Linked DNA regions of Mus musculus: region 2 is linked to region 1. The links are chromatin contacts, called in public Hi-C maps. All regions are on one chromosome and are shown on one strand. Each heading gives the region's core, a stretch centred on a gene start, on an enhancer-like site or on the middle of the called end of the contact. The rest is flanking DNA. Distances are from core to core; before and after follow the strand shown.

The links. A called contact is a pair of places that touch in the nucleus more often than the background predicts.
Region 2: a Hi-C map of the C2C12 cell line shows a contact between it and region 1, with 2.0 times the contacts expected there. The contact joins two enhancer-like sites. A contact is called at or near these places in 1 of 15 datasets of contacts at CTCF or cohesin (the NIH/3T3 cell line), 5 of 484 Hi-C or Micro-C datasets (the C2C12 cell line, adipose-derived mesenchymal stem cells, nephron progenitors and 2 more), 2 of 115 datasets of contacts at active chromatin or transcription factors (cardiomyocytes and embryonic fibroblasts) and 2 of 9 other capture datasets (adipose tissue and pancreatic islet).

What each region holds. Positions count from the first base shown.
Region 1 is chr17:69,112,634-69,118,382 of GRCm38.p6, reverse strand. It overlaps a transcript of Epb41l3 not described here. Among named protein-coding and RNA genes, the nearest start is that of Epb41l3, 44 kb to the left of the region's middle. Within about 2 kb of position 2,767, at least 7 of the 459 cell types and tissues checked have an H3K27ac peak or open chromatin away from gene starts, as enhancers often do. A contact at or near this core is called in the C2C12 cell line and adipose-derived mesenchymal stem cells, where this site is marked.
Region 2 is chr17:69,225,614-69,231,362 of GRCm38.p6, reverse strand. The region is part of intron 3 of Epb41l3 (erythrocyte membrane protein band 4.1 like 3); the gene reads right to left. Among named protein-coding and RNA genes, the nearest start is that of 2410021H03Rik, 49 kb to the left of the region's middle. Within about 2 kb of position 3,627, at least 67 of the 459 cell types and tissues checked have an H3K27ac peak or open chromatin away from gene starts, as enhancers often do. A contact at or near this core is called in the C2C12 cell line and adipose-derived mesenchymal stem cells, where this site is marked.

The DNA.
Region 1 (5,749 bases), core at 1,518-4,017:
ATGTGTGTAACTAGGTAGCAAGTCTTTAATATTCTATAGCAGCCTGAGAAAGTGGACGAGGTTGTGCATTTTGGTTTATAGAAGTTATAAAATTCCCTAAAATAGATGTGGATGTACATCTTGAACACAAAAATTCAATTAAGCCACCATCTCTGCCAGGTATCCGTTTGTAAGGGTTATAACCGTGGAGCTTTGGGGAACTAGAAGTTATCAGGGTGAGATAGGAAAGTGTGGAAGCTTAGCCTGGTGATCGTGTCACAAGGCTGGAGGGGGAAATAATCCAGGGGAAGTTATGTGTCAATGTGGACCAGACCCGAAGTAGGCAAGAAACCTGTCCCCTCCCTGCTTCTGCCTCTGAGGTGGCACTTATCAGAATTTGCAAATAGCATAAAAAGAACCAACAAAGGTTAATTTTTTTAGAAAAGACATTTTTATGTGTTTGGGGTGTGTGTGTGTGTGTGTGTGTGTGTGTGTGTGTGTGTGTGTACGGGCACATGTGTGCTTGCCTACGTCCAAGTGTGCCATGTGCAATGAAGGTACCTGCAGAAGCCAGAACGTATGGATTCTCCTGGAGCTGGAGTTACACACAGTGGTTGTGAGACATTGTATAGGTGCAGGAAACTAAGCCTGGTTCCTCTCTTAGAACAGCAAGTGCTCTTAACTGCCAAGCTTACCTCTCTAGCCCAAATTCTAGGGGGGAGGCAACTCTTTCCTAATGCAACCTATTAAATAAAAGCCTTTAATGAAATGACATCATTTTGTGTGATGTAACTGAGACCTAAGGTGAGAACAAGGTGCTTCCCACAGAATGAATGTAAACCTACTAGAAGGAAAGACTTGCGTTCTTCAGGCAACACTGAAACTCCACTTAACAGGATCACAATATTGCTCACACAAAAGTCCACTACAGCAATGCCCCGGAAAGCTGTATCAGTGCCATGGACACTGACGGCAATACAGAATGCAGAAAGTATTAGGTGCTATCACGAAACCACTGAGCTAGGAGATGCAAACTGAAATAACAAGTCTCTTGTCCGCAGGAGTTTCAAGGACCCCCCTAATCTCCAGAAAGTGTGTGTGGTGAACTTGGAGAACATACACGGCTTAGGCTATAGGACTATTAGGGTCAACCATGCCCCAAGACCCAGTAATCCCAATATCAGAACCACTCTCCTCAAGATACAAAGAGGTTTAATGAGAGAAGAGACTTCTTAAAAGGCTTTCGATGATACAAAATAATGGCCTTTTGCCAACTACAAATAAGAAAGCCAAGACTAGTTTTTAAAAATAATACCTTCTACATGTAAATATAGAATGTACACACTATATAGATATTATAAAATTGCATGCCTGTGTACATATTGAGTCACAGAGGAGGAATCATATGGTGGATCCATTTCTGATTTCAGCGGGACTTCTCTTCTCTTCCCAGAGGACTAAGTTCTGCTCTCATATGCATGCTTCAGATGGAAGAAATAAGACAAAAACAGAGAAGAGACTGAGGGAAAGGTGGTCCAGTAGCCGGCCCAACTTGGGATCCATCTCAAGGAGGGTGCTCCAAGGCCTGACCTTATTACTGATGCTATGGTGTGCTTACAGACAGGAGTCTAGCATGGTTGTCCTCACTGAGATAGAGGCAGATACTTACACCCAACCATTGGACTGAAGTCAGGGACCCCTGTGGTTGAATTAGGGGAAAGACTGAAGAAGCTGAGGAGGAGGGCAACCCCATACAAAGACCAGCATTCTCAACTAACCCAGACTCCTGAGATCTCTCAGACACAGAGTCACCAATCAGGCAGTATACACTAGCTGGTATGAGGTCCCCAACACATATACAGCAGAGGACTGCTTGGTCTGGTAGGATTCATTAATAAGTATGATTTTAATTTTGGAAGAAAGAAATAGGCATCACCAACTGCCCTGAGGTGTTTCGAGGAACCTACGAAGAACCTAAGCATTTATGACACCTTAGCTTAATACAAAGTAAATGGTTGCGGGGCAGATGGGGAAAGGTTTGTGATTTGAGAGGTATTTGAGTTAGTATCTGTGCTATGTTGTCTAGAGCAGGATGTAGACACATTGGGCTCCCATAAATGTGTCAGTGATTTGCCAGGAGACACAGAAAGTTAACAGATAAAGCCAAACAAACAAACAAACAAACAAACAAACAAACAAACAAATGCCATTCTCTTCTTTTCATTGAGGAGAACTCCAGTTAACTTTATGGCATCACCTCATTACACAGTGCACTCTTAAAAGTGCTGATGGTTACAGGGAACCAGGGAAGCATTCAACAAAACATAGCAGACTTTCTTTCCCCGTCAACTTCCCCTGCCAAAAAGTATTAGTGAAATTACTTAAACTTCTTCTAAAAGATGCTTAAGTGTGGGAATTATAGAGTTACTCCTCAACTCAAGGTGGCCACGATGGGACAACCAAAGCCCATCACTCTGTTTATCGTTCTGATCGCGTGAGAAGCTCTGGACTCCGTTAGGCACAGTAACCATGCATGTATGATCGCGTCTGTGACATCACTCCCATGCAACCTTGTGTGGGATGAAATGGAGAGTAGAGCAGCCCTACTGTGGTGTGTTTGCCCCAGACAGGCACCTCACACCCATGTCTCAGTGTCCTTTCCCACAGTCTACCTTTTTGCCAGAATTTTCTTCCTGACTAGAAAAATAAACACGCGGGTATATGACTCTTCAGAATTCTATCCCAGTGGGGGTTGCTATTGCTGTACGGATGGGAACTCCCACCAGGTCAGTGTGACTCTGATGACTCAAGGATAATCAGCGTCTCAGCTGTGTTGGTGTGAGCCAAGACAAACACAGAGATGCTCTCTTTCATTATTTCAGCTACTGTTTTTTCTAGAACTTTTTCCTTCCATCGCTGTTCGGGGGAGATTTATGCTTTTAGAAAGAAATGGGAAGTAAAAGGAACAACATTTAAATCTGAGTTAACACAAGCAGCACTCTGTTTTCTTTCTTTGAGACAGGGTTTCTCTGTGTAGCCCTGGCTGTCCTGAAACTCACTATGTAGACCAGGCTGGCCTCGAACTCAGAAACCCGCCTGCCTCTGCCTCCCAAGTGCTGGGATTAAAGGCGTGCACCACAACCACCTGGCTTCTGTTTACTTTCTACTGAGAAGAAGGGAAGGAGAAAATGAAGACAGGCAAGAGGCTGTAAACCACTCCACCTTTCCCGCCTGCCTCTGGTTATATCCAATCTCTCTGTAGGCCCCTTCTGCTTGGGCTTTCAAAGTTTGAGCAAGAGTGAATCAGGACAGCACAGGGATTCCCAGTACTCAGGTTGGCATGTGGGAGGAAAAATATCTCCCATAAGCATAGGTTTGAATTTCCAAGGTATCATGGACTCTTCAGAATGAAGACTGAACTAAAAATCACTAAGAAGAGCCCTTTCTTCCTCACTTAAAACCTAAGTCCAGCGCTGGGAAGATAGCTCGGCTACAGAGCAGAGCGCCTGCTTAGCACGTGTAAGGCTCTGAGTTTGAGTTCTAGCACTAAACAAACCCCAAACAAACATAAAAGACCATAGCCCATTTACCATACATGTGTAAGAGTGGTTGCACTAAAATAAACTGACCGTACCCTATGCTGGCGAGGAGACAGAGCACCAGGGGCTGAAGAACATTAACTAGAGGAGCTACTCTGGAAGCTCGGCAGGTCCTTATAAGGTTCTTAACCATACGATGGAGCAATCCTACACTCCTATACATTGACCCCAGTGATGTAACACTTACCTTTACACACACACACACACACACACACACACACCAAGTCAAACCAACCAAACAAAACCCCTGAACATCATTGATCATGGCAAGAATTCATATTTGTCCGAAGCTGGAATTAGCCTTTATCAGGGGAGTGGGCAAGCACACGGTGGTATGTGCATGTAATGAAGCAATAGGTGATTCATGTATGGATCAACTTGTGATGAGTGAAGAAGCCAAAGTCACACATAGCTTCATGCAAATGACATGGTTCCTATAATCTACAGAGAACATTAGACCATAGTGACGGAGAAGAAGAGATGAGTGGCTTCCATGGGCTAGAGCCAGTGACTGGGTGTAACTACAAAGGAGGAGTATGGGGGTTCGTGATGGGGTTGCTGTATGTTCTTGGTTACAGGACTCTACTGTGCCAAAAATCTGTATAAAAGATGGAACGTTCTGTATGATAATTCGAAAAAGATAAAATACAAATTGAAACATGTTTAGAAAGAGAGACAAGACAAGTTTGGAATTAATTAAATATCCAAACTGAATACAACATCCATTTATCTATTCATCCATCCATCCATCTTCCATCCATCTACCCACCCATTTATCCATCCTTCCTTCTATTCATTCATCTATCCATGTGATCCATCCATCCTTCCTTCTATCATCCATCTATCCATCTGATCCATCCATCCATTCATCCATCCTTCTTTCTATCCATCCATCTATCCATCTGATCCATCCATCCATTTATCTATTTATTCATCCTCTATCTTTCATATTCTCTCTGTCCTTTTTATCAAAAATATTAATGGACCCACATAGCCATGTGTCATTTTTCAAGTTTATGAAGTCTGTTTGGGCTGTTAAAAAATGCCATAAACAGGGTAACTGATAAACAATAGAAGTCTATTTCTCATGGACTCAGACTCTGAGAATTCCAAGATAATGATTCCATTATAGTTAGTGTCTGGTGAGGACCCATTTTTCTCGTTCATGGATGTGACCTCTTGTCTGTACCTCACATCTTGGAAGGAGTCAGTGGCCTCCTTTGTGTCTCTTTCACAAAGATGTTGTTAACATTGTCCATCCTGAGGCCCTCGATTCAGGATCCAATCTTTTCATCTCTCCCAGGTCCCTCTACTCGACACTGTTCCCAAGGGAACTGGGGTCCAGGTCATGAGCATAGAGTAGTTTGAGGGTAGACATACCATTCAGACTATATAGCAAAGATGAGAAACAACACAACATAGCAACACAGATGGGACTTGGGGTGTGTTGTTTTCTTTCATAAAATTTTATGCAACTGCCTCTCTACTCTGACCCCTAAGTAAAAGATAAAAATGTAATGTCAAGAAGAAGAGAGAGATGAAGTAAATGCCCCAATTTTTCAATCCATCAATGTTTTTTTGTTCTAAAAGTAAGAACACCACATTATAGAGGCATGACGTAACTCTTTACAATGACCCCCACATTCCAAAAAAATGGGAAAACAGCCAAGCCACTGCCCAGGCAATCATCATCTGGGGAAGATCTTCAATGTGTCTACGGTAAAAGAATATTAAGCTAAGTGAGTTTTTATTTATGCAAAATACTTTAGATAATGGAAAATTTCCTCAGTCTTTGAAAACAGAAAGACAGTGAGCTAATCAAAAATAATTCAGCCGAAGTAAAGTCTTATTAGAAAATCATCCCATTTTAGTGGAATTTATTTTTTGGCTTTTGTTTTTTTAAATAAAAACGTTCATCGGGGTACTAGTCTTCTGTGTTGCCCAAATTAAAAGTCACAGTTTATTTAACAAGTAGATTTTGTTACAAAAATTAGTATAAAAATTATGTACAATGAATTTCAATACAAAAAGCAGTAGGCAAGTGTACAGACTCTAGTGCAGAGCTGCAAAATCAAAGGACTGGGAAATAAACAGAACACTAGAAGTCACGTTAGAGGGACACGTAGGACTGCCTAGTCCCCAGGAGTATCATCAAGCTTTGTTTGCATCAC
Region 2 (5,749 bases), core at 2,378-4,877, 110 kb before region 1:
AGTCAATAATTATCAATAATTATCAATGAGTCAATAACTTGCCATATTCTTGCTGTGTGAAGTTAGATGATGACCACACACAGCATTCTGTTAAAGCAGAAATATGGAACAGTGTCCCGGACCTGAGAAGTTTTTAGGCAAAAGAGTTAATATGCAACTTATTCCCATGTCTAAACATGTTAGAGCTTACTTAACGTCACTTAAATACCTTAAGGATAGGTATTTCAAGTTTATTTTTATGTTTTATTGTAGCATATTAGACAGGCCCAGTTTTAGACTCTGGTTGTGCAGTTACCTGGCTATGGGATATGAAAGAGGTTACCCAACCTCTCTTGAGTTTTACTGTCTCCACTATAAAATGGAAATGTGTTTAGCATTCCCTTGCAGGGTAACACATGAAGCACACTGAAAGGCATGCTGTCCGGATGGCGGAAAGTAGTGTGTACAGTAGTGTGTACAAAGTACCTGCTGATCCCCTTAAGTAAGATCAAGGCAGTTTCTCATCCCGAAACTCACAGAAACTAAAGTATTTCTATTAAAGGTCCATTTCTTCTGTAACAAATCCACAAAACCATTGCACTGCTTTTATAACTCACACAGTGATATTCACTGCAGAGGTAAAATGGTTAAATGTTCTTTGCAAAAAAAAAAAACAAAAACAAAAAAAAACCACTATCCCTACCATCAGTGACAGGGGTACATGTTCAGTCTTTTACCAACACACACAGACTGGGTCTGAATATGCATCGGGTAGACTGGCACAGTTGTTTATCTTTAAAGCCAAGGCATAAGATGGGCATATATCGTCATGGATACAGCATGAGTGATGAGAGCACATTAGCATCCCCCCAGTGTCTTATACAAGACTCAAGGAACAGGCACTTCCGGCACACACATCATCCAAGTCCCCTCTTGCAATTAAGCCCCCTGGACCTTTTTATTTTTGTAAAGTCGTCTCTTTCTTTCATCCATAATTGCTTTCTGCCCTCATCTGTTGCAGCAGTTGGAGCCTGTGTTTGAAATCAGGCTTTTGTGTTTGGGGTTGAGCACTGTGGCAGATAATAGCCTTTGAGTGGAGCACGCTTCTTCTTGGCCAGCAACAACACTTGGCTTCATTTTCCACAAAGACTTTCACAGCACACACGAGATGCTGGCAGCAGGCTTGCTAGACAATATTTCCTGTTGTTAATCTGCTATGGATTCAGGTCACTATGCCAGTATGTGAAAGGCAAATGCAGAAGAGGCAGCCCAAGGAAGAGGAATTTGTAAGGGAGGCACAACTTAAAACTTGAACCATGGCTAAGGTCCCCTAATTAGCTCATTCTGATTAATGAGGTTTGAGAATTTTTGCCTGAGAGAGGATGCAGCTTTCTGATATCCCAAACCAACCAACAGACAGACAGGAACCCACTTATACATCCACATTGTAATTTCTAATTCAGCAATTTGCTTGGTCAGATCAAGAGCCGTGGGGAATGGAAGTACAGAGAAGGAAACATAACTTCTAAGGATATAATCAGTCTAGATTTGATACACTGCTCTCTTTTAACTCTCTCTCTCTCTAGACACTGAGAATCAAAACAATATGGTAATGACACGGATACTGCTTTAAAATTACGTATTAAGTCGACTTGTATCGTTTATTTCCATAAAATCTTCTGAGCTATTAACTGGGCAAGGCTGCGAGTAACCTTAAAAGAATGTCTGGGTCACTATGGAAACTCCCCACAAGAATCATTATAGCATTTACCAGGGAAGAGAGAGCAAGATCTACAATAAATGTGAAGAGAAAGGATGAAACTGGGCAGACAGAAGAGATGCAAGTGACTCAGACCACTCTCCATTTTATTTCAACTCATATTTAAAGTGAAAGGCATCATTATTACAATTATCTTATTATTCTATTTAATCTCATCCCAAGGTAACAAGAGACCTGCTTCATCACACCCCCATCCTAGTCTAGTCCTTTCATGAATGCTGATTGCAGGTTTTAAAAGTTTTATATAAAGTCACTGTACAACTAAAAGGTCTCTTCTTCTCTACCTAACTACAGAGCCATTAGAACAGGATCATATGGGTGTTCACTTGGAACACTACGAGTATGTTCTACTACATGTATGTATCTTGTCTCACACCAAGGTCGATGCTTTTACAGTAGTCACATACTTAACAGGCTTAAGCTTAATAATTCTATATGGAGAAATAAACTTATTTGCATATCTAAGTACAATGCTTGCTTTGAGGGTATCTTGAACAGTAAAGAAAAGTATTATAATATTTCAGCTTCAATGCCCTGTGAGTGCTTTAGAGTTTATATAGGACGAAATTATTGAAATCATACCCTATGAACTGCAGTTTGGGTGCCTTGAGCCTCCTTTGGTCTTTCTACAATGGTGTCGATTCAAACTTAAGGTGAATTTAAATTTGGGCGCAGGGATTTGTGTGGCCGGCCCCTGTCCTTGTACAAGGAGGGGGACGAGCCCAGTTAATGTGTTCTTGTCAAGTCCCCATCTCTCAGGTGATGTCAAATCATCTGAGAGTTAAAGAACTGTTCGGACACACTGTTGAGACACTGCAGCCACATGAATCCTTCTCACCAGCTTCACACAGGAGGATGCCAGCCTAATGTCACTGGGATGCTATTAGGTCATGGCAGCTTTATCTATACTGTGTCCCAGTCCTTCAGGAGGACAGCTGGGGAAGGCACTCTGTGAGCCCAGGACATCTCTTGAGATGGTCCTATCTACTTGAACATGGGTGAGGGGATGTGGAATGGGAAGTCCTATTGGTTTCCCATTTATGCCACTGTATCTGGTTTTATCCATAATAAAATTCCTATGTTTAATAAAATGTGTGTGTGTGTGTGTAGAAACATAGATAGATAGATAGATAGATAGATAGATAGATAGATAGATAGATAGATATTTAGATAGATCCTTAAATACCCCCCAAAAGCCAAATCTTGGACATTTTTTCTGTAGAAAAACATATAAGAAGCTTATGGTGGGAGGACTGACCAACAGAACTTGCTGAATGGAAAGGAAGGTCTCTTGTGTGGCTGTAATCTTAAGCTGACATGGAATTATCAAATGCTTTTCAGGTTTTATTGAGAGGAGGTTTGAGTGGTTACGAATCAGTACCAGTGGCTATTGATAGTCACTCCTCCAGTAATCCTTGGGGTTTGCAGCAGCAAGTCTCCAGTAACTTCCATGGCATAACTGTGCTTCCCCTGAACAACTGAGATGGTCTATGGTTTGGACACTTGAGTGGCAGCTTTCTCGTTTGAGCCTTCCAGAGAGAGGGTGCTCTGTGAGCTAATCTCACCTCCAGTTTTATACTCATTTTATTTTCTATTTAAAAATCTTCTCATTTATCCTTTGTGTACTTATGTGAAGTGAAACATCTCAGATCCTCTGAGAGTAGGATCGAGACTAGACAAAGCCCCAAATCCTCTGAGAGTCAGACAAAGCCCAAGTTAAACTGTGTCTCTGAAACTGACCACAGCTCTAGCTGTGGGGTGGGGTCTGCTTGCCTCATACTGCCATCGGGACACATTCCTATCCCTGCCCTCTTTAGGAAAGCTCTGTAAACCATGACATTCTGGGCAAGATCTTCTATAAAGGGATGACTGGAGACATTACGGCATTTTGCTTGGGGGTAATTATCTTAAACTATTCATGTGCTCTCCCAGCTCAGGCTAATGGCATTTCCCTGAAGAATGTGGTGCCTCTTTGGTGACTGTATTTGCTGTCGCCATGGCATTCCATAAGAAATAACAAGTCTCTGTGTGCCTTTCCGTTTCCCAAACGTCACGACAAGAACAGTTTCTTGTGTGGCTGTGTACATCTGCTTACCATCACTCATTCCTCTGAGGGGCCCCGGGGAAAGCGGGGGCCATGTTACCAGTAGATGTGGCTCCAAGAAAGGGTTTCCTTTGCCCTTAAAGAGGAATTTCAAATATACCTACCAGGGAGAGACACAGCTGTCTGACACTGAAATGCTGCACCCCCATCCAACAAAGACATCGTGCATCCTGGGAAGAATTCTACACCCCACTAAATAGAGCAGTTCATAAATTATCAGCTATACCCCGTCTGTTTAGCCTCAAGTTCGTCATCTATAGAGTTCTCTCTTTCCCAGATAACTAAAGATCACAGGCAACAGCAACAGGATAGGTCAGTCTTGCAAGGGGAGCAACACAAGGACCACACATGACATTCATCTTGAAGCACGTGGTTCATTAATACTTATCTGACAAGGAAAAGAAACAGTTACTGGAGGCTAACTTTATTGGCAGCAAAGCTACGTGTTTCAATAAAGGTTCCGGCAGCAGCAAGTCTGTGACCTCTGGTAGAAAGACATATAAGAATCTGATGATGCCAAAGCTGACAATATAAACTCTTCAAGTGGAGAGAGAAGACAATCCTTTTGTTTTTCTGAAGAGAAGGAGTGAGACCAGATGTCTGCGCAGAGACCAGAGGGGAAAGAATCCCAAAAGAGAGGCAGGGGGACTGGGAGAGACATAAACAATGGACGGGGCATTATTTTTAGTTTCACGCTGGGTAAACATGAGGTTACACTTACAGAGATGTCTTTTTTCTATTTTGAAGAGTGACTGAATCACACCACTTCCCCCTGCTTCCCAGTACAGTAGCACAACCTTTAGAAAACACAATACTGCAGAATACTAGCTGAGCTGCTACCACTCACTGAAGCTGTTCAAAGAAAGAACTGGACCAGACATGCCTCTATGCCACGCAAAGCTGCAGTTCTTATCGGTAGGTATAACTGAGATAGTAACAAGCAAAAGGCGACACAAATCCAATTTGGAGAAATAAAAGAGCCTTGGCATTGGATTCAAGGGAGGCACGCTGGGACCAACCTCAAAGTATGACAACGCTCCATTACTCTTCCACAAATGGCAACCAGTCCCACCTCCTGTACCTAACAGAGAAACACCTTCAGTGGATATTTGAAGATGAAACAGAAATGCTTCCCTATACAGACTCCATGAAAATTGTTTGAACAAGCCTAATTCAACCAGAGCCACTCACAGTAACCTCTCAAGGGAACAGCCCACCCGAGTGATGTGTCAGACCACGCCTAATTGTAGAGGGTGGTTCTGATGCTAAGGTCCTGTTCCCCATTGGTTTGTGGTCGATCAATAAAATTGCCAGGGACCAATGACTGGGCCAAAGCTAAGAGGCGGGACTTCCGGGTCCCCGGAGGTGGGTGATAGGCAGGATGAGGAAGAGGCTATTACAAAGTTTCAATTTTGCCCAGGCAGGAGATTCAAAACATAACTAAGCTGAGGGCAGATTTAGGGTGTTGAGCTGGGGCTAAAGGTAACTGAACAACTGAAGCCGTGGGCAGATTAAGAGGTGCTGAGCTAAGAGTAGTATTGGGAAGGGCACGCTAGCTGCAGGAGAGTATTTTGAAGCACCTAGCAATTGAGCCAGTAAGACAGTTGAAAATAAGCTGAAGCGCGTTTGTGTTTCATCCATGGATCCAAGGGAACCTCGGCAAGGCTGGTAGCATGGTCCGCCCGGAATTTAAAGAGGGGTAGCAAAAACTACACGCTACACCTAAAAGGAGAAATGGGTTCTGTGTAGGGGAGCAACCTTTAGAGTTGACTAGCTGGATGAGTGGGGCGGTATGGGTAAAGGTCTCCCCACCACTCCTCTCTCCCTTACTTTGAATGCCCGTATTCCTCAGACTGAGCCTGTAATAACCTTTTCTTTCCTTCACT